Linked DNA regions of Sus scrofa: region 2 is linked to region 1. The links are chromatin contacts, called in public HiChIP or PLAC-seq maps. All regions are on one chromosome and are shown on one strand. Each heading gives the region's core, a stretch centred on a gene start, on an enhancer-like site or on the middle of the called end of the contact. The rest is flanking DNA. Distances are from core to core; before and after follow the strand shown. Region 1 holds the start of THRA (thyroid hormone receptor, alpha). Region 2 holds the start of CSF3 (colony stimulating factor 3 (granulocyte)).

Region 1 (7,180 bases), core at 1,567-4,066:
CTGGGTCCTCTGCTCGCCCTGTCGCCTCAGAGGCCCAGGTATGTCCCCAGAGAGACAGCCAGGAGTCCCCAAGGAGTCCCCAAGGGTTCCAGCCTCTTGGTCGGTGCCAGGCGTGGATGCCTTAAGTGGCGAGGGCAGCACCTTGCCCTTCTGCCCACTACCCACTACCAGGGGCTCATCGGAGCCTGGGCGGCACTGAGAGACATCAGGCAACTTTCAGCCCAGCACAGAGGTGGGGCAGAGTGGGAGCCGCCCCCCCCACCCCCAGCAGGCACGTGCAAGCCCCTGGCAGCGCCCAGACACATTTGGAGTTAAGGCTGGGCCGGGGAGGGGGAAGGGAAAATAAACATGGTAGCTTAGGTTGGCACTGCCCCAGGTGTGCCCTGTAGCAACTGGCAGTGGCAGGAGGGAGGGGGGAGGGGGTCCTCCAGAGCTCTGGCCTGGAGCAGGAGCTGCCCAGGCCCTGCGGGGGGCCGCTGGTGTTCCCTGCCTGGCCCAGGCCCGCCAGCCACTGCTGACACCCATTCCCCACAGCCTGGCCCACTTCGCCTGCCCCCAGGGCCCGCTCCGCAGGGCTGCCCCTCTCAGCATGCCCACTCCTGTGCCTGCCTCCTCCCCTCCCCGGGGGCGCTGGGGCCTCAGGCTGGCGAGTGGATTTTTCCAGCTTCTGTAAACAAGTGGTGGCAGCATGCCAGGTGGGCAGGAGACAGGCGGGGGCAGCACCACAGCCAGGGTGTGCTAAGCACTGAGGCACAGCCTTGGGGCTGGGGGGAGACACCCAGACCCGAGGGGGAGAGAGAGAGAGACATTCAGATGCAGAAGGACCTGACCAAAGGCAGCCTCCCGGGGCAACAACGAAGAGCGAAGGGGAAACAGAGGCGACAGAAAATAGTCTTCTGTTGTCCAGCCCCACCCCCGCGACAGCCCCAGGGCCCCCCTACCCCTCACTGCTCTGGCCGAGAGCAGCCCGGCCCGGCCCCGGTGCCCAGGCCCTGGGCATCCCCACCCATTCTGTCTCCCCCACCTCCACCCCTCAGGGCTGGCTACGCCATTATAAATTTATAACAGGAATTTCTCCACAAGCCAAGAAAAACTTGACCTACTTTCTTGACGGCTCCCTGGGCTTAGGCTCCCCGCTCGCACACCCCCCCCCCACCAGTGTCTCCTGTCCGGCCCCCAGTGCCCGGTCCTGGTCGGTGCGAGGATCAAAGGCAGAATGGACCACGCTTCTGCACTCTTGCCGGGCTCCCCAGGCGGGGGGCTGGCCTGAGCGCAGAGGCCCTGTCCCGCTCCCGCTCCCGCCGGCCCTGCCCAATGGCCTGGCTTATCTCTCCTTTCCCCTCCCATCCTGGCTCCTTATCAGTTCCTGGGGGTGGGGCCTGGGGGCCCCCGGGGCAAGGTCTCTGGGGAAGCAGCCACAGGAGGGAGGTTGTGTGTGGGGAGCTGCGCCTCTTGGCCCCTCTCACGTGCCCACACCTGCCTGGGTGGGCAGTCACCGAGCCTCAGGTGTGTAGCCTAGGGTCAGAGGTGCAAACCTGGAGGGAATGGTCGGCCCAGGTGGGCGGTGCCCTGGACCCCAGCTGGCAGAACAAAGCTAGCATTGGCGGCAGGCTGTTTGCAAGCTGTGTGAACTTGAGTGAACGGGCAAGCTTTCCGAGGCTTCTTTTTCTCACCTGCGAAGTTCTGATGCCCACCTGGGTGGACATATACTCTCTATTCCCTTAATGCCTGTTGGTTTCCTCTCGCCCTCCCTGTCCATCCCAGTGGGTGGCAGCTCAGCTAAACCAACTGGGAAGTCTGGTCCTCAGACTGGGAAGTGTGACTTGGGACCTTGTATGGGAAGCTCCTTGGGGGGCCGGGGTTGGAGAGGCCTAAGTCGGCCAGCAGCAGGGGAGGTCGGCTGGCTGCTCTTTTCAGCATCCCTCTCCATTGAGGCCCTCAGGTGGGCGCTCACACTTCCTTCACCGGGACCCCCCCCATGCCTGGGCTGAATGAAAGCTGCTCATCTCTGGTCACTTCTTCTTCTTCTTTTTTTTTTTAAGGGCCACACTCTCAGCACATGGAGGTTCCCAGGCGAGGGGTCCAATCGGAGCTCCAGCTGCCGGCCTCCACCAGAGCCACGGCAACACGGGATCTGAGCCGCGTCTGCGACCTGCACCACAGCTCACGGCAACACCGGGTCCTTAACCCACTGAGTGAGGCCAGGGATCGAACCCGCCTCCTCATGGATCCCAGCCGGGATCGTTAACTGCTGAGCCACGGAGGGAACTCCATCTCTGGTCACTTCTTTCCCTGTGATACTAACGACACCTTGGCTGAGGGGTGGTAACAAGGGCTGATGTGTAATAGACGCGTATGAAGGGGCCAGGCCCTTGCTTGACTGTGAGGCTTGAGACGTGCTACGTGGATTACCTCATTCTTTCCCTCCATCCCTTTCCATGTCTGGGGACCGGGATGTGAATCTCCAGCCTTGCCTGCTGTCTGTCGAGCCGAAGGGCTTCCCGGTCCTCTCCCGATGCCTGCCCTCCCTCCATGCCTACCACCATCTCGTGATAAGCCCCAAGAGCCCAAAATGTTGGCGCCGAAGGAATCCTATTCACCTCCTCCCACCACGGCGCCGCCTTATCCCTGCCTCTCTCCTCTCTCTGCAGGGACCTCCGGACAGGACAAGATTCCGAAGCTACTCCCCCAGCCCAGGACCCCCCCCACAGACTCAGCTTGCCCCCCAGCCCTACCACCTGCCACTCCCTGGCCCCCTTCTCACCGCCCGCTCCCCCCTTGGGGTGCAGGGCATGGTGTGAAAGGCCAAGTGCTGAGGCGGGCACCATGGGTGCTGTGCCCTAGGGCCTGGGTGGCGGGGGGTGGGTGGCCTGTGGGTGTGCCGGGGGGGCCAGTGTGCCCACCCCAGTCTCTTGGCGTGCTGGAGGGCATCCTGGATGGAATTGAAGTGAATGGAACAGAAGCCAAGCAAGGTGGAGTGTGGGTCAGACCCAGAGGAGAACAGGTAATGGGTCCGGCAACTAGGTGTCGTGCAGCAGTCGCTGGGCTGGGCCAGAGAGCACTGAGCTTGGGCCTTTTAGCACCCCTGGGGGGATGGGCCTGAGGCCGGCAAGCCTGCTGCCTACCTTTGCCCAGGAGATGAGGTCATGTTCCCATGTGGCTGGGAATTAGGCACCTGGAGGGAGAGATGCCCGTTTTGAAAGGGGGAGGGCGTGCAGCACAGAGTAATTACAGGCAGCAGGCATGCGGCCCCTCCCTTGTCAGTGCTCGGAGTCTCCAATGCCCCCCAGCTTCCCCTCAGCCACCCTCACCTGAGCATGTGGAATCCAAACAGCCTGGCCATTTTCCTCCTCTCCCTCCCAGCCTCTTCACGTCTGACCACTAGTGTGAGGTCCAGAAGCCATGGTGCGTGTGACATGGCATTTCAGGGCACCATGCACCAGTAACTGTTGATCACAACTCACGCTTATATTTGGAACATATTGGGAGCCTCACAAGCTCTTCCTTGTTCATGGGCAAGGGCGGGCAATGCCATGGGGCTCCTCCCAGGAAGTGGAAGTGAATGCCAGCTCTGAAGATTTGCTCCCACGTGGAGGAAGCATCAGCCCTGCACACACAGCTGGGGATGGGTTCCCTATGATCCGCATTGCGCTTCGGGCGTCCAGAGGGTCTCTGCCTCTCCCATCAGTTCCAAGTGGCACAGAGCTCGGTCTCAGTTGGCGTGGTGCCTTGGGAGCTGGGTACAGCCTGTGCCTATGGCCAGGGAGAGGGTGGGGGAGGGGTGCTCTGGGGAGCAGTGTGGCCGTTGCCTAGGAGACCAGATCCTGAGCCAGGAGGCCGGAGGCCTGGCCAGGCAAAGCCCTGGGGCCCAAGATTGGGTCCCTGGAGGGGTGGAGGAAGTGGATGGGGCTGGCAGTTGGGTAGGGCAATGGGGGTATCCCCCCCTCCCCAAGCCTCACCCCAGGGGGGCTCTGAAAAAAGATTTGGCCTGTCATCGTGAAGCTGTCACTTGCAGCCCCTGTTCTTTCCCGCCCACACTTCCATGGGTCTGGGAGGGTCGGCTCCTAATTCAGAGAAAGGCGGGAATGCTTAGTTCCTGTCCCCCAGGACTGCAGCCCCTCCCCGTCAGCCTCCCCTCCCCCATGTCCCCGCGCCACCTTGTGGCTGTCTCTGGGACTGCACCCAGAGGCTTTGCGTCTAGCTAATTGCTAAAGACCCGCAGCTCAACTGGGCTGGGGGAGGTCCCCTACACCCACCCCCCTCCGGAGGCAGGAGGGGGAGATGTGATTCTCCAACCGGTGTAGAAACCAGACCGGGTAATCCCCAGGGGATGTAGAGCACAGAGCTCCCTGTGACTGTGACCCTGGCCAAGGTCACTGTGTCAGTGTGCTGGGAGCTGCATCAGGCTGGGGAGTCGGGGGTAGGGCCCTGCAACATGCCACACACAGGGTGGGGGCGGGAGGTTATACAATCCGTGTGTGCATGTAGAAGGCTTATGTAACCTGTGTGTGCCAAGGTTATGTAACACGTATGTGGGGAGGCTGGCGACATATGTGTGCAGGGGCTGGGGGGTTGCTAACTCCTTATTTGGCGAGGCTTGGGGTCCTTGTCGCGGCTCTGACTCTAGCACACAGTGTCACCAGGCACCAGTGGGGCCTGGGTTTACTGCTCTGTTAAATGGAGGCCGTGGACAGAGTGGCCGTGGAAGTCCCCTCCTTTTCCCATATTATACTTGGTTTAGGTTCTAGTGGGCCACTGTGGCTGTGACCTGAAAATCAAGCGACATGTTCACTGGCGGGGGGAGGGGCATGGTATTATTAGGTGCCTGTCCGGAGGGTTGTGTAACACGTGGGCATACCCTAGAGGTCATATAACACATTTGAGAAAGCCCTGAAAGTCGCATAGATAGAGATGGTAGAGCCTGCTGCTTATTTAACTGTGCTTGGGTTTAAACGGCAGGCGGCGTAGCTCTTCATATGCGCTAGTCTTACGGTGCAGATGTACGTGTGTATTCGAAAGCTTGCATCGCTTTAAGCCCGTCCTGAAGATTCTTTCTGCTTGTGTGTCATGTACTGAAAGCTTAAATAGGTGGCTATCTTAGAGACGATGGGCGCCGAAGGTCCTGTAGCGCGTGCTCATGTGTGTATATAGGTGGGGGCCCTAGATCATGCTTGTGCCCCAGCCGAGCCCCTTATCTCTCACCCAAAGCTTCTAGATAGCCAGACCTTTTCCAGTTTTGTCAGCTGACCTGGGGGTGGGAGGTAGAACGAGGACCCGAGCTGGAGGGAGTCGGGCCTGGGGGAAGACCTCAGCCTGTTGAATGAGAAGGGGGCTGCCCAAGGACTGCTCTCTGATTCTGCCCACTTTGCCCCCATCCAGTGCCAGGTCACCAGATGGAAAGCGAAAAAGAAAGAACGGCCAATGTTCCCTGAAAACCAGCATGTCAGGTGAGCCTGGCTGCGTGTGCTCTTCCTCCCCACCCTGAACCCCAGCAAACCAGGCCAGGGCTCTTCCGGGGCCTGGGCGTGCACCCGCAATTCCTGTGTCCCGTGGGAAGAGCCTCTGAGAGAGCTTGGGAAGGATGTGTCTGGGATGAGAGGGGAGATGCGAGGCGCGCCTCGCCCTTTGAGGATGGGTTTGGTCAGGAAGGGCCTCTTCCCTTCTCACGTAACCCTCTTGCCTGAGGTCCCTGAGGCCAGCTGCTGCTGGCGGGGGCTGCTCCTTCTCCCATATCCCCTGCCCCTTGGATGCAGCAAGAGAAAAGCCCTAACTGGGCAGTCGGAAGAACTGGGATTCTGGTTATCTTTAGGGAAGGGGCTGGACGAGATGACCTCTCGTGTGTCTCCAGGATTCTACCTGGAGGCCAAGAACCCTTCAGGGAAGCTGGGCCAGGGGATGGGCCAGGAAGGAAAAGCTGGGGGATGGAGAAAGCGTAGGAGCCTCTTTGCTGGGGCCCAAGCCATGCCTGCCTGCCTGCCTCCCTTCCTCCCTCCCAGGGTATATCCCTAGTTACCTGGACAAAGACGAGCAGTGTGTCGTGTGTGGGGACAAGGCAACCGGTTATCACTACCGCTGCATCACTTGTGAGGGCTGCAAGGTATGGACCAGCCAGCTCCTGCCCCTCTCCCACCACCTGAGCCCCCCCCCCATCTCGTTCCCTTTCAGTCCCTCAGCACCTGGCACCAGAGACAGCTCTATAAACATGTAACCTAAAGCCTACCTGTTAGAGCATCATTCCTCTTCTCTTATTCATTCATTCATTCCTTCATTCATCCATTGACCATCCCTGCTCTGTTACTCATGGGTAAGATGCCTAATCTCTTTGCGCCTCAGTTTCTTCATCTGTGAAGTGGGGTTCATCATACTACCTACCTCACAGAGCTGTTGGGAGAATTAAATGAGATCGCGCACGTAGAGTATTTAAAACAGTGCCAAGCACATAGGAGGCACTCAATCAATGTCAGCTTTCATTCATCCACCCCATGTGTGAGTGTGAGAAGAGTCGTATATGCCCTGCCCTCAGACTGCTCACAGCCTGCCAGAGAGAGACAGACATCCGTTGAAAGCCACATCAGTCTTTTACAAAATGTAGTTCCTGGACCACCTGCGGTACCTGTTCATTGTAGATCCCCAGGCCTCATGCCAGCCCCATTCAGTCAGAATCTTTTGTGGTGGAGCCCAGGAATCTGCCTTGGAACAGGCTCCCAGTTGCTTCTGCTGATCCTGAAAGGGTGAAGACCAGTGCTGAGGCTGGGGGGTGGGGGGCGTGATGGAGCCCAGAAGAGAGGATGGCAGAGTCTCCCTGGGCAGAGAGGTCAAGGGCATAGACCTTGGGTGGACAAGGTCACAGACTATGGAGCTCTCTTTGGACATTTCAACCCGCGTGGTTTTTCTAGGAGCCTTACCTCCTGAAAATGTGAGACCTTTCAAGAAGCAAAAAGATTTCAGACTATGGAGTTCCTGTCGTGGCTCAGTGGCTAACGAATCCGACTAGGAACCATGAGGCTGCGGGTTCGCTCCCTGGCCTCGCTCAGTGGGTTGGGGATCCGGCGTTGCCTTGAGCTGTGGTGTAGGCTGTAGATGCAGCTCGGATCCCGTGTTGCTGTGGCTCTGGCGAAGGCCGGTGGCTACAGTTCCAATTAGACCCCTAGCTGGGGAACCTCCATATGCCACGGGTGCA
Region 2 (7,180 bases), core at 2,644-5,143, 51 kb before region 1:
AGCGACAATGCCAAATTCCTAACCGCTAGGCCACCAGGGGACTCCTCCAGAACCTTTATAAAGATACTTCAAGCCCAGTTCCAGATGAAAACAGGAAGTATAAGAGGAAGCTGCCCTCCCACTCTGGCTATTGGAAAATACCTGGGAAAGCCTTTAGGAAGCTGGAAGGATGGATAACAGCTAGGGGTCTCTGGAGCCAGGCCCTTTGCCAGGAGATCATTTTGGTGAAGTCAGCCCACATGTGTCAGGACTAATGACCTGTGCTTTCTCTCTGCCTGATTTTTTTGTTTGTTTGTTTTGTTTTGTTTTGTTTTTAGGGCCACACTCAAGGCATATGAAAGTTCCCAGGCTGGGGTCAAATCAGAGCTGCAGCTGCCAGCCATAGCCACAGCCACGCAAGATCCGAGCCACGTCTTCGACCCACGCCACAGCTCATGGCAACGCTGGATATTTAACCCACTGAGTGAGGCCCGGGATCAAACCCGAGTCCTCATGGATGCTAGTTGGGTTGGTTACCACTGAGCCACGACAGGAACTCTTGGTCTTTATTCTCCCATGGGTGGGGCTGAAGTCTGGATTGAGCCATCATCCAAGAAGGACAGCTCTGTGAGCAGGAAGAGAGTGTAATGGCAACAATGGGGGCTTGGGTGGCCTAACTCCAAATCCTGCCTGGCTCCACCACGACTCGTTCCGTGATCTTGGGCTGTTTGCTCCTCTGAGGCCATCCCTTGTCTGTAATGGGAATGCTCCACACTGGGTTGATAGGATGAAATGACAAAAGTGTAATGAAGGTGCCTGGCATGGAAGAGGCACCCCATAATTGCCAGCCAACATTCGGATTTTCTCCCTGTGGGATGGCGGCCAGGACCCTTCCTGGGTCAGACAGTTCACTTCTTCTAGAAGCAGCTATTAGACAGTTCCTTCCTAGGGAGTTCGCATAGTGACTCGGTGGTAACCAACTAGGATCCATGAGGATGTGGGTTTGATCCCTGGCCTTGCTTAGTAGGTTAAGGATCTGGCTTTGCCGTGAGCTGTGGTGTAAGTCACAGACATGGCTCGGATCTAGTGTTGCTGTGGCTGTGGTGCAGGCCGGCAGCTGCAGCTCCGATTAGACCCCTAGCCTGGGAACTTCCATAGGCCATGGGTGCGGCCCTAAAAAGCAAAAAGCAGAAAAAGGAAAAAGCTCCTTCCTCGAGCTGTAAACCAGGAGCCCTGACTTCCACTCCCTGTCCCACCTGTAGTCCTTGAGACCACACAACAACCCCCTTCTTGTTTCTCAGACAAAACAGCCTGTTTTCTTCAAATCATGGTCTCGAGTCCTTTCCCTGTGCCGGCCACCCTTGTTAGAATTAGCATTTTTTCAAGCCAAATATCTGACACACTTGAACTGTAGGTGTAAATTAAAAGTTGTGGTGTAGGAGTTCCCGTTGTGGTGCAGTGGTTAACAAATCTGACTGGGAACCATGAGGTGGCGGGTTCGATCCCTGGCCTTGCTCAGTGGGTGAAGGATCCGGCGTTGCCGTGAGCTGTGGTGTGGGTTGCAGATGTGACTCGGATCCCGTGTTGCTGTGGCTCTGGCATAGGCTAGCGGCTACAGCTCCGATTAGACCCCTAGCCTGGGAACTTCCATATGGCACAGGTGTGGCCCTAGAAAAGACAAAAAAAAAAAAGTTGCAGCGTAGACCTGGCATGGTCGTGGGTTACTAGATTCAGTGGTTAAGAGCTTAAGACTCAGTGTTCTTGATGTGGCTCAGTCAGTGGGTTAAGGACCCAACATTGTCTTTGTGAGGATGTGGGTTCGATCCCTGGCTTCACTCAGGGGTTAAGGATCTGGCATTGCTGCGAGCTACAGAGTAGTTGACAGATGCGGCTTGGAGCCACTGTTCCCGTGGCTGTGGTGTAGGCTGAGAACTGCAGCTCTGATCTGACCCAGAGTTGAAGACAAGGCAGACCGTGGCTCTGCTATTTGGGCAAGTTGCTTAACCTCCCCAAGGTCAGGTTCGTCTTCTATAAAAGCAGAAATGGGGGAGTTCCCTGATGGCCTAGAGGGTTAAAGATCAGCGTTGTCAGGAGTTCCTGCTGTAGCTCAGTGGAAACAAATCCAACTAGTATCCATGAGGATGAGGGTTCAATCCCTGGCCTTGTTCAGTGGATTAAGGATCCAGCGTTGCTGTGAGCTGTGGTGTAGGTCGCAGACACAGCTGGGATCCAGTGTTGCTGTGACTGGTGTAGGCCGGCAGCTACAGCTCTGATTCAGCCGCTAACCTTGGAACTTCCGTATGCCTCAGGTGCAGCCCCCAAAACAAACAAACAAAAAATCAGTGTTGTCACTGCTGTGGCTCAGATCGCTGCTGTAGTGGTGGGTTCGATCCCTGGTCCAGGAACTTCCCCATGGCACAGACATGGCCAAAAAAAGAGGGGGATGGCTCTGGTACCCTCCTCATAGGTTTTTTGAAAGGAGTGCATCTGCCAGTGTATAGAGTGTGCCTGATATAATGTCTGGAGCAGGGTTGTCCTCTGGAGGTTCTTGGGAGGGAGAGGAGGCCCCTCACGGTTCTGTTAAACCCGCCCCTATATTCCCATGGAGCTGGGCCCAGGGATGGGCTCAGTCGGGGCCTGGTAGCCAGTTGCCTAACCTAAGGTGTTGTTGGGGGCCAAGGCCACCCTGCAGGCCAGGGGACCAGAGGCAAGAAATGACTGGATTAGCCGGTGACGTCCCTTCCCGTTGTGGCCACCAGGGGGCCCCGTCTCCGCAGAGATGGCCTGGCCCAGTCAGACACACCCACTCCTCATCCAAAGGCTCACTGTTCTGGCACCTTGTAGGGTAAATTGGGACAGAAAGTGACAGCCTTGAGTGCAGTTGGTCAGACTTCCCCAGGTAGGCCCCATGGCCTGTGGAAAACTCTCAGGCGCCAGGCAGAGGTCCAGGTTATAACTCTGACTCTGCTGCCCATGACCTTGGGCAAGGCTCTGCCCTCACTGGCCCAGTTCACAGGGTTGGAACGAACTCCAAAGTCCCTTCCAGCGCTCACAGTGCATGGTTCTCCAGTTTGAAGCCAGGCACTTTCTTCTTTCTCACCCTTCTCTGCTCAGGACAGCACCCATACTCTGGCTGGCAGTGAACCTGGCCAGGGAAGCCCCATATCCCAGATCCTCAAGCCCCAAAGCACTAGGACATTGTCGGGGGAGGGGTAGTGCGGGGGGAGGAGGAGGAAGGGCAAGGTCAGGTGAACTAAGAGGCTCGAAGGGTCTTGCTTCATCAGGACAGTCATCCGGTTTCCTCCAGTCTCTGCCAGGATTCCGGGGGCTTAAAGGAATGAGTCATGGGGGGGATTGGGGAGTTCCCAGCTACCCAGTTCAGAACAGGAACCTGGGATGGTGCCTATCACAGTGTGGGCTGGGGACAGGAGGCAAGACCCCCATGTCCTTATCTCAGGCTCCAGCCCCTCCGAAGGGCACTCAGGGAGGCAGGTGCCTGGGAATTTGGGGGATAGAAACGGGAGCACCTAGCTTCTTCCTTCTCAGAGCTGGGGCTGAGGGAGCAGGTGGCTTGAGAATCCCAAGAGAGAGTGGCAAAGGGGGCTTCATGGGGACATGTGCCGGGGAGGGAGGGAGGCCTGCCTCTGCCCTGAGTTCTGACCTTACTCCAGCCCCCAAGGCCTCTATCACTGGCTCAGCTTTTGTTTAGCGGTTCAAACACCCTGGGGCAATGCAGGCCTGGGTGGGGCTAGGGGAGGAAGGGAGTCCGAGGGGGACCAGACGTCAAAGAAGAATCAGAGATTCCACAATTTCACAAAACTTTCGCAAACAGTTTTTTTTTTTTGTTTTGCCCCAACCGCCCTGCATTGTCCTGGACAACAAATTTGCATAAGTCTTGGGAAGTTATTACTAAGCCTTAGTCGCGGCACCAGGTAATTTCCTCCCAGGCCTCCATGGGCTTATGTATAAAGGCCCCCAGATCTGGTCCCTGACAGAACCCAGAACCTACAGACCCACCCAGACCCTCGGCTGAGCCTGCTGCCCAGAGCCCCATGAAGCTGATGGGTGAGTGTCCGGGGCCCTGGACGTGGGGAGGGGCAGAGGGGCAGAGGACTGGGGGTCCCTAGGATCCTGGAAAGGGACTCAGGTGGAGTGGACGGCACGTTCCCTGAGCCCCTGTCTGCTCCCAGCCCTGCAGCTGCTGCTCTGGCACATTGCACTCTGGATGGTGCCCGAAGCCGCCCCTCTCAGCCCTGCCAGCTCCCTGCCCCAGAGCTTCCTGCTCAAGTGCTTAGAGCAAGTGAGGAAAATCCAGGCTGATGGCGCCGAGCTGCAGGAGAGGCTGGTGAGTGAGGGAGGCCGGCAGCGGAGGGTCAGGGAGGGGACAGAGGTGCTGCAGGAGGGGGCACAGAGGAGAGGTTGGGGGAGAAGGAGGCGAAGGGACCCTTGGGAAAGAATGCCTCCAGATTGGGAGAGGAGAGACTGGGGGTAATGGACTGGCAAGGAGAGGTGGAGCCCTGGGCACTGGCACAGAGCTGGGGGCGGGGGAGAACTTCTTGGGGACAGTGCTGGGAGGGGCTGGCTGCGGAGTGGACGGAGGAAGGGGAGCAAGAAGCCTGGTGGGAGGTGGAAGGAGGAAAAGACCTCAGAGAGATGGGGGCGCTCGGAAGGGAGGACAGCCCAGCCCTGTCAGCCCCCCTCACTCGGCATCCTTCCCGCCCCCAGTGTGCCACCCACAAGCTGTGCCACCCCCAGGAGCTGGTGCTGCTCGGGCACTCTCTGGGCCTCCCCCAGGCTTCCCTGAGCAGCTGCTCCAGCCAGGCCCTGCAGCTGGTGAGTTCCGGAGGGGAGAAGGGAGGTGAGGGGGTAGGAAAGGTGATCTGGAAGGAACACCCCCTGACTCCTCCCCATCCCCCCAGACTGGCTGCCTGAACCAACTGCATGGCGGCCTCGTCCTCTACCAGGGCCTCCTGCAGGCCCTGGCGGGCATCTCCCCAGAGCTGGCCCCCGCCCTGGACATACTGCAGCTGGATGTCACCGACTTAGCCACCAACATCTGGCTGCAGGTGAGTCTCTCTGGGAGCAGCAAGCATTGGGGGCCTGGACCCAGATGGTCTTCAAAGGCCGTGCTGCCAGCCCGGGGATCCCGGGGTTCTTTAGGGCTGGGGCAGGAGCCTTGCAGGGCTGGGAGGGGCAGGGGGCGTTGGAGGTATGGAGCTACCAGCCCATCCCAGGACCCTCCCCCATTTCCCCTAGTTGGGGGTGTGAATCAGTTCACAGGACCTTGAAACAGTCCTGGGTTCTGGTCCTGGCTTCACCACTAACCCTGACCTTCCACGGCCCACCAGCCCTTCCTTCTCGCAGTGGTAATGCCCACTCGGCAGGGTCTGACGGCTGCTCTCATCTTCCCCCACAGATGGAAGACCTGAGGATGGCCCCGGCCTCGCTTCCCACCCAGGGCACCGTGCCGACCTTCACCTCGGCCTTCCAGCGCCGGGCAGGAGGGGTCCTGGTTGTCTCCCAGCTGCAGAGCTTCCTGGAGCTGGCGTACCGTGTCCTGCGCTACCTCGCCGAGCCCTGAGCAGAGCCCTCCCCTTCCAGTGTATTTATCTCTATTTAATATTTATGCCTATTTAAACCTCATATTTAAAGCCCGGGGGGGGGGGGACAGAAAGGAGTCCCAGTCTCCTGGGTCCTTCCCTTCTCCTCCAAGTTTCATTCTCCCGCCTGTAGCAGGGAGAAAAATGCCCATCTTCCCGTCCCCTGGACTGGGAGGTAGTTGGTAAATACCAAGTATTACATCCGGTGACTGCTCCCTGCCTGGCTCCGCGGTGGGCACTGAGTGAACCCCTACCCTAAGGGTGCCCACCTGGGGCCTTGGAAGCATTGGGAAGTCTCCCACGTGGGAGACAAGACAGCCCTGTTTAATATTTAAACAGCAGTGTTCCCCGACTGGGTCCTAGTACCCCTTCCTCTTGGCCCCTGCTGCCTCCCCGCGCCCCCTTCGCCCCCTTCGCGATGGGCTTCCTGGCAGAGGCAGCTGGAGCTGGGACGGACTGGGACACTTGACCCTGGGGAATCTCATTCTCCTTCTTAAGATTTTTTCTTTCTGAACGTTTTGACCCCTCGTGTGGGGAGCCCAGGCATCAGCGCCGCCTCTTGTTTTTCTGGACGCGCTATAGACACCATCAGGCTCATAACACCGCCCCACCCTGCCGGGGTCGGGATCCGGACTCCCTTTAGGGCCGGGCAGACGGTCATGGGTCATGTCTCTGCCTTGCTGGACGGGACTGGGACGGTGGGAGGGAAGAGCCGCCGAGGGGTGTGAGAGGGACGCTCGGCTGTTCACCTTCCGCCTCTGCCCCCACTTTCTCGCTGGAGCCAAACTTCACGATAATAAAGTGTTTGTCTCAGTAAATGTCCTTCCTCCTTCTTGAGTCCAGCTGGGGCCTGGCCAGGGGGTGCGGGCAGGAGCTGGATGGCGGGCGAGGCCGGGGCGGGGTGGGGGAAGAGGGGGTGCGGGGAGGCCGCCTGGGCAGTCATTCCACGGGCAGGTCTTCATTGCGCACCTACTGGGTGCAGAGGGGGTGCAGACACTGGGTGCGTGGCAGGGAACAGGCAGGCGTGGTCCCTGCCCTCATGCAGCCACAGCCTAGTGGGGAGGACAGAAGGCAGACGGGTCACCGGTACCAGGAGAGGAGAGAGTGGGGGCGGGGGCCAGGAGGGCCCGAGTCCAGACACAGATGGACGCTGGCCCGAAGCGGGGGAGGATTTGCCGTCTGCACGGGGCTTTGTCAGGCGACCACCTCTCATAAACCACCTCCCATCCACGCTCCTGGCTGCCCACAAAGATAAACTTGCGAGGGGCCTTTTGCGGATTAGGAAGCTGAGGTCAAAGTGACAGCGTGGGTCAGACCCCAAGTTCTAGGCTCTGCATGTCCCTCCCTTCGTCCAGCTCTGCCTCCCATCTGGCAGGGAGCCTGCCACCTTCCTGCCCTTCTCGGGCCTCATGGGCTGAAGAGGCCTGAGCCCCCATCCAGGGAGACCGGAGTGGCCGCTGCACAGCACAGGGTCCAGGCAAGGCTTTCTGTGCCTTCAGTGGGAGACGCACGTGTGCTTCCTGGGTGCCCCCACCAGACCCAGGAGACATCCAGACAACCCATGTGTCCCCAGACCCCCTCCCAAGATCTCCCCCATCCTC

The links. HiChIP or PLAC-seq counts read pairs in DNA pulled down with a chosen protein or histone mark.
Region 2: an H3K27ac HiChIP or PLAC-seq map of skeletal muscle shows a contact between it and region 1. The contact joins the promoter of CSF3 here to the promoter of THRA in region 1. A contact is called at or near these places in 2 of 2 datasets of contacts at active chromatin or transcription factors (alveolar macrophages and skeletal muscle).

The regions. Positions count from the first base shown.
Region 1 is chr12:22,280,796-22,287,975 of Sscrofa11.1, reverse strand. It overlaps THRA (thyroid hormone receptor, alpha), which reads left to right and starts at 2,816. Exons shown (of 8, transcript NM_214190.1): 1 at 2,816-3,004; 2 at 5,380-5,447; 3 at 5,997-6,097. The coding sequence starts at 2,952.
Region 2 is chr12:22,332,662-22,339,841 of Sscrofa11.1, reverse strand. It overlaps CSF3 (colony stimulating factor 3 (granulocyte)), which reads left to right and starts at 3,893. Exons shown (of 5, transcript NM_213842.1): 1 at 3,893-4,044; 2 at 4,170-4,324; 3 at 4,705-4,812; 4 at 4,899-5,045; 5 at 5,396-5,913. The coding sequence starts at 4,032. The coding sequence ends at 5,560.